Linked DNA regions of Mus musculus: region 2 is linked to region 1. A link is a contact called in public promoter capture Hi-C data. All regions are on one chromosome and are shown on one strand. Each heading gives the region's core, a stretch centred on a gene start, on an enhancer-like site or on the middle of the called end of the contact. The rest is flanking DNA. Distances are from core to core; before and after follow the strand shown. Region 1 overlaps Mdfic (MyoD family inhibitor domain containing). Region 2 holds the start of St7 (suppression of tumorigenicity 7).

Region 1 (2,821 bases), core at 313-2,812:
ACCAATAAGGCATATAGCCAAATGCACATTGGTGAGGGAGGATGTGAGATCTGCTAAAGGGAATTGCAATCCTTGTTTACATACCACTGGAAGATTACAACAAGAATATGTGACAGACTAGTTGATACCAGCTTTCAATATGGTGGTTGTGGTCTAGTTTTGGAGCTTCTCAGAAATTGTAGTGATTGGGACAGACTCTTAGGGTGATAGGAGGAGTTTGGTTTTGTTGGGCTTGTGTTGCTGGTGACATCAGTTGAAGAATGCATGACCACAGATCTTAAGCTTTATTTCTTTACTCCTTTATGTTGGTTTGAATTTGTGCAGCGTTGACACTCAAAATGAGGTTAACTCATGATAGAGCAGGTGTCAGAAACTCTGTTTTTGTTTTTCGAGACAGGGTTTCTTTGTATAGCCCTGGCTGTCCTGGAACTCACTTTGTAGACCAGGCTGGCCTCGAACTCAGAAATCCGCCTGCCTCTGCCTCCCGAGTGCTGGGATTAAAGGTGTGTGCCACCACGAGTCAGGTGGCAGAGGATCAGGAGCCAGCTCTGCCTTCTTTCCCCAAAGCATAGCTCTCCTCATGTTTCATGATGGGGCAGCTTCTGACCTTTAGGGCGTTTATGAATATAAACCTGGTTTCTTATTTTACTCAAGTTATAAGCACAATCCTTAGTAAGTCCTTTTTTTCTGAAAGGTTTCATATCACTTTTCAGTAAGAAGTAAGATAAATTATCAAGCACAGGAATACAGCAAAGGAGCTCTTGGCCAGAGTACAATGTGAAAAGCATTTCTTTTTGTTTGTTTGCTTAGCAAACAAGTGTTTAATATAATTTTCACATGAAACATATAAAACCAAATAGCATAATCTGAGAACAGAAAATACAGTTTCTGGGTAATTCTTGATCTAAAGAACACTGTGTTGAGTTTTTCTGAAAGGAAAGTACTCCTTGGGAAGGAAACAGATAGGCAGTCTGTCCGTGAATGAAGATTTATAAGAAGGTGGGAGGGCTCTCCTAATGAGCAGAAATGGTAACTGATTAATGTTTAAGACACAAGGAAAACTGGAAAATAAAAGTTACACATGGTTCTGTTTCTACTGTTGCCCAAGATGTGGACTTCAGTAGGGAAATAGGCAGGAAGCACCGAAGACTGTGAGGGACTTGGGAAATCACTGTATTTCCTTTGTAAGGATGTTAGGCCTGTCAGGATATCTAAGATAAGGGAGCTGTTCAGAGTCATCCTGCAGCTGCAGAATGGGTGAAAGGGAAAGAGATGACAGAGATGGTAGAGCTACATCACACTGGGATGGTGGGCTTAAAGGAGAATTGAACAAATGTCGCATCCCAGAGGTAGGGCTGAGAGTGTCCCAAAGCTGAGTTAGGGGATGAGAACTAGGAGAGGCTCTACATTCTGGCTTTAAATCAAATCTCTTATCAATCATTCGGCAGTGTAAGAAATCAATGTCAGTATAATTTTAACTCATACATCATTATTCTGTTTGTGTCCTTACCACAACTTGTAATGGCCTGCTCTGCTCCTCTTTTTTTATTTACTTCAAAGTCAGAGTCTTGAGCTTTGCAATGCTGTTACAGATTAAACAACCCCCTTGGCTCATTATTGAGTCCCGGTGCCCTTCATTCTTGTAAAAGTGCCAAATAAGGGTTCATTGCTTGGCCAGAGAACCAGAAAAGGAATTTAGTCCTGATCAAATCACTGAGAGCTAACAGAAAAGTGTTTAAGGCTGAGACCACTGAAAGAGGGCTTCTAAAGTACATTATGTGCGTGAACAAAAATGTCACACCTAAACCCACGATGGAGTCTGAGCACTACACACTAATAATTTTAGAAGGAAGAGGTAAAGAAAAGAAAGGGGAGCTAGACAAGATTAAAGATGAGGACATCATCCTTCTGGCATAGGGGAAGGTGGAAGAGGTCAAGTTCATTCTACATGGTGTTCAGAGACAGCTAAGTAAGGAAGCTACCGTGGACACCGTGTGTGGATTTCAGCAGTCAGTAACAGAGAATGCTTTCCCAACATTCAATCTTCTAGGTAAGCTTAAGTAAGACCACTGTGTCCACAAAGTCAACTAGAGTGCAAATCCAGAGAATGAATTGAGGTAGTTATCACAGGGGAGAGAGAAAAGGAGACGTTTTAAAAGACATGGCAGTCACATAAGGCAAGGATAAACATTTATGTAGATCTGTTTGCTTGTCAACTTTGTAAAAAAAAAAAAAAAAAAAACTAAAGCAAACCAATCAAAGTGATGTGAGTAGCGATGTCAGCTCGGCATGGTGGAGCTCTTGGAATAGAAGTGATCGTAGCTGTAGCTTTGCTCTTCTTCTGCTCTAGCACATTCCTTTCTCCTGAAGGACCAACGTCTGGCTCTCTTGCCAGTTCTTGGGGGATGGTGAGTATTGGATGTTTTCGTCTGAGTTCCTGTCACGAGTAATTCTGGAAGCTGCTAAGACAAGAATGCTACATTCCATGAATCTTTGAATGTTTGGCTATAGGGTGAGTGTTCCTGGTTGAGAAAATATTGCTAAACTTGAGAATTCCAAGACTCAGGATCAGGTGACTTAAAAGTACATTCACCAGCTTAGGAGCGTAAAGGTACTAGAGATTAAGATGTTGTCTTTCCCTTCCCAAATTTCTTTCTAATCCTCCTACCCCCCAGCCCTTTCCCCACTCTCGCCTCTTTTAAACATGGACAGTGTACTATCCTTCTCTCCCTCTCTGATTTACTACCACGTATTTTAAACCACCAATGCATTTTATACCTTTCTTAATGTTCATACTCAATCACGTACTTCTATTTTTGTA
Region 2 (3,241 bases), core at 61-2,560, 2.0 Mb after region 1:
GGCCGCAGCCAACACTCCCATATATCAGGATGCAAAAGAAAAAGCATGATAAATGAAGCCTGAAAGAATTTGAGAAACCTCTTTTCGTTCAGGTAATAACGTGAAGGTGACAGGCTGAGGGGAAAGGTCTCGCAAAGCCGGCATGTCCACATTCTTGGCCTCTCCCTAACATTCTTTCTTCTGGAGGTTTTTGAGGTAGAGTGTCCTGGAATGAGGGGCTTCAAAGGAGGAGGGGGAAGGGAGAAAAGATCGAGCTTTCCATGTTTTATAGTTTAGTCTGAGGGAGATGCATTCTGATTTCTACAATGCACCTTGAAGTAGGGGAATTTTGGTTTCCGGGAACTGGCTTTGCTTTGGGGGACACACAAGGTATGAAAAAAGGACAGGAGCTCAGAGACACCTTGCTTCTGAGGCCTTTCCAATTCCCTTCCATTCAAGGCAGCCAGCACGCCAGCACAAGGTGTCCCATTTTGAGGTAATGCATTCTGAGCTTAATCATGAGCAATATAAAAATTATAATAAGGTAAGCTGTTCAGTGATGAATTTTAATGTCTTGGTTATAGTTGGGAAAGTCTGCGTTTGCTTCATTTAACATTGAATACATTAAAAGTCAAGAAACAGACTCGGAGCTAGCACCTAAAGCCTTGTGTAAAATATACTATTTTATTTAACCGTGGGAAAATGTTCATAATGTGGTTTTATTTTTATTCATTTTTCATTAGGTTCTGATGAAGTACGCCAAAGTTAAACTAGGGAATTGCTTATATGTTAAAAACAAAAACAAAACGAGTAAAGACTTGTTTGAATGGCGATCACTTGGAAAATAGGAAGAAAAAGAAATACGTATGTTGTCAGTTTCTCTGGAAAACCCTTCACCGTGCTGTTTGGGAAAAACAAAACAAATAGCAGAAGCTAGTACAAAGGGAACCAAAATTTCTCTTCAGGCCTAATGAGCAGGAGTGCATCTCTTCTAGCTCGTCTGGATTTCATTGATACCTTTAAGCCCCAGTCCTGGGAGACACAGCTTTAAGACTCCTGGAAACCTTGTTTACGTCCTGGAAATCTTGATTGCAACCGAATTCTGACTCCACTTTAAGGTAGACCTAGGAACGCTTTGGGCCTCAGTTTCCCTCCGTCTATCACCCCAGGACCTGGCAACTGTTGCAGGCTCCCCCCCCAGACATTACAAAGTGTGTGGAGCACGCCCGGCTCTCGGAAGCGCTCTACACCCGCGAGCTGTTACGTCAGTGGGTCCCTCGGCGGCGCCCGGGCTGTCCTCCTAAAATACTAGTACAAGAAGTATAAATGGCCCGGGAGAGTGCAGGGACCGGGCCCACGTGACCGCTCCACGAAGGCCACCGGCGGGGGCTCGGAGCGCAGGCCGCGCGCTTTCCCGCCGCATCCGGGCGCCGGGCGAGCTCCGGGGACGCCGGGCCCTGGCGGCGGCGGCGGCTCGAGCCGTGCCTCGGGCGGGTGAATCATCCCGGCCGACAGCGAGCGCCGCGGCGGCCCGTAGCAGCGCCGGAAGATGGCCGAGGCGGGCGCGGGCTTCCTGGAGCAGCTCAAGTCCTGCATCGTGTGGTCGTGGACCTATCTGTGGACCGTGTGGTTCTTCCTCGTGCTCTTCCTGGTCTACATCCTGAGGGTGCCCCTGAGGATCAACGACAACCTGAGCACAGGTCAGGCCCGGCCCGGCCCGGCCCGGCTCCGCTCGGCCGCCCCTCCCCCGCCCCGGGAAAGTTAGTGCAAAGTCGCGCGGCGGGGTCGCGGCCGGCGGGGACGCGCGCTCCGGGACGCGCCGCCTCAGGTGGCCGCCGCAGCCCCGCGGCCTTCGCGAGTCCCACCCCCACCCCCGCGCGCGGAGTGTCCCCTTCCGTCCCCGCGGGTCCCCGCCGAGCCCCGGGAGCTCGCGAGTCTCGCCGGCGCTCGAGCGTCCGAACCGCGCCGAGGAGGCATGTCCTGCTCCCGGCTGCGCCGCCAGGGCCCACGCATGGCTCGGGCCGAGGGCGCGCGCGAGTGGAGAGAGAGCCTTGTCCCGGAGGGTGTCGCTGTGGTGTGGACGGGGAGGGCATGTCCGTAGGTCCCTCTAGGAGCGTGGATGACGTGTCAGGTCACCCAACGGAATGTCGAGGGGACACGCGGACCGCGCGCGGGGAATCTGGAATGTCTGACGTCCCCAGCTGAAGTTGTCCTGTTCTCGGCTGAGCCCTCTCTAAAGCGCGCGGGGCTAAACAAGTGTGCATGTATGTGGTGACTGTGGTCCTGATAAACTTGCAGCAGGCCACCCCAGATGTTAAAAACCAAGGAGGGCAAACTTAGGCTAAGGACACCCCAGAGACAATTCAGAAACAAAATGCACGTTGAAGGAAGGCTTACAGCCCTTTGAGTCTGCAAATTTTATTGCACACTACGCTGGGAAGTCTTTACAGTTCTGACTTATTTACAGACATAGATACACATTCACATATATCTGTCTTCTGTTATTTTAATTTGCATTGTCTACAATACCAAGGTTGGAAATGAATTTCCCATGACCATAACTGGAAATGGAGGACCAGTGGGAAGTGGACCCTTTTAGATGCTTGCCACAATGTACTCATTTTGTTTAACATTATAAACCTCCTTTAATGTGAACCTGTTGCTGACTATGTTTGTTTCATAGTATCCTTTGGATGGTCTTTTTGGGAGGCAGACAGAATTCTGCACATAGAATCAGCTCATCCTAATGTAGAGGATGCTAAGCTGTTTGGCTCTGATTATTCCGAAGATCCCACCTTTTTTTTTTTTTTAATCTGTTAGCGTGACTGCTTGTCACATTGTAATATTGTGTTCCTTGCCTTAGGACAGACATTCTCAACCTGTGGGTCATGACCCATTTGGAGCTTGCATATCAGATATCCTTGCATGTCAGATATATACATTATGAGTAGCAAAATCACAATTACAAAGTAGCGAGAAAAAAGAAAATAGTTTTATGGTTGGTGGGTCACCTCAACGTAAATTTAGAAGGTTTAGAACAACTGCTTTAGGGTAAGGCTTTTTCCTTGTGACTTTGGTGACTAGAGAATAGATTCTAGTCTCAAAGACCCGTCCTTTAAACAAATTTGAATCTTTATTATCTATTTATAGGAAGGTACTTCCAAATTTTTTTCCTTCCAGAAAATTTGTTGTAGAATTTTTAAAATCTTGAATTTTGCATAATATAGTTATATTTATTTCAGAACACGTCTCTATTTCTCAT

What was found. Promoter capture Hi-C pulls out the DNA fragments that hold promoters and counts their contacts.
Region 2: a contact with region 1 is called in a promoter capture Hi-C map of liver, with 2.8 times the contacts expected there. The contact joins the promoter of St7 here to the enhancer-like site in region 1. A contact is called at or near these places in 2 of 39 promoter capture datasets (both in liver) and 1 of 9 other capture datasets (adipose tissue).

What each region holds. Positions count from the first base shown.
Region 1 is chr6:15,729,234-15,732,054 of GRCm38.p6, forward strand. All of the region lies in intron 2 of Mdfic (MyoD family inhibitor domain containing), which reads left to right. Among named protein-coding and RNA genes, the nearest start is that of Mdfic, 10 kb to the left of the region's middle. Within about 2 kb of position 1,563, at least 95 of the 459 cell types and tissues checked have an H3K27ac peak or open chromatin away from gene starts, as enhancers often do. A contact at or near this core is called in adipose tissue and liver, where this site is marked.
Region 2 is chr6:17,692,684-17,695,924 of GRCm38.p6, forward strand. St7 (suppression of tumorigenicity 7) reads left to right here and starts at 1,311. Exons shown (of 16, transcript NM_001289624.1): 1 at 1,311-1,679. The coding sequence starts at 1,529.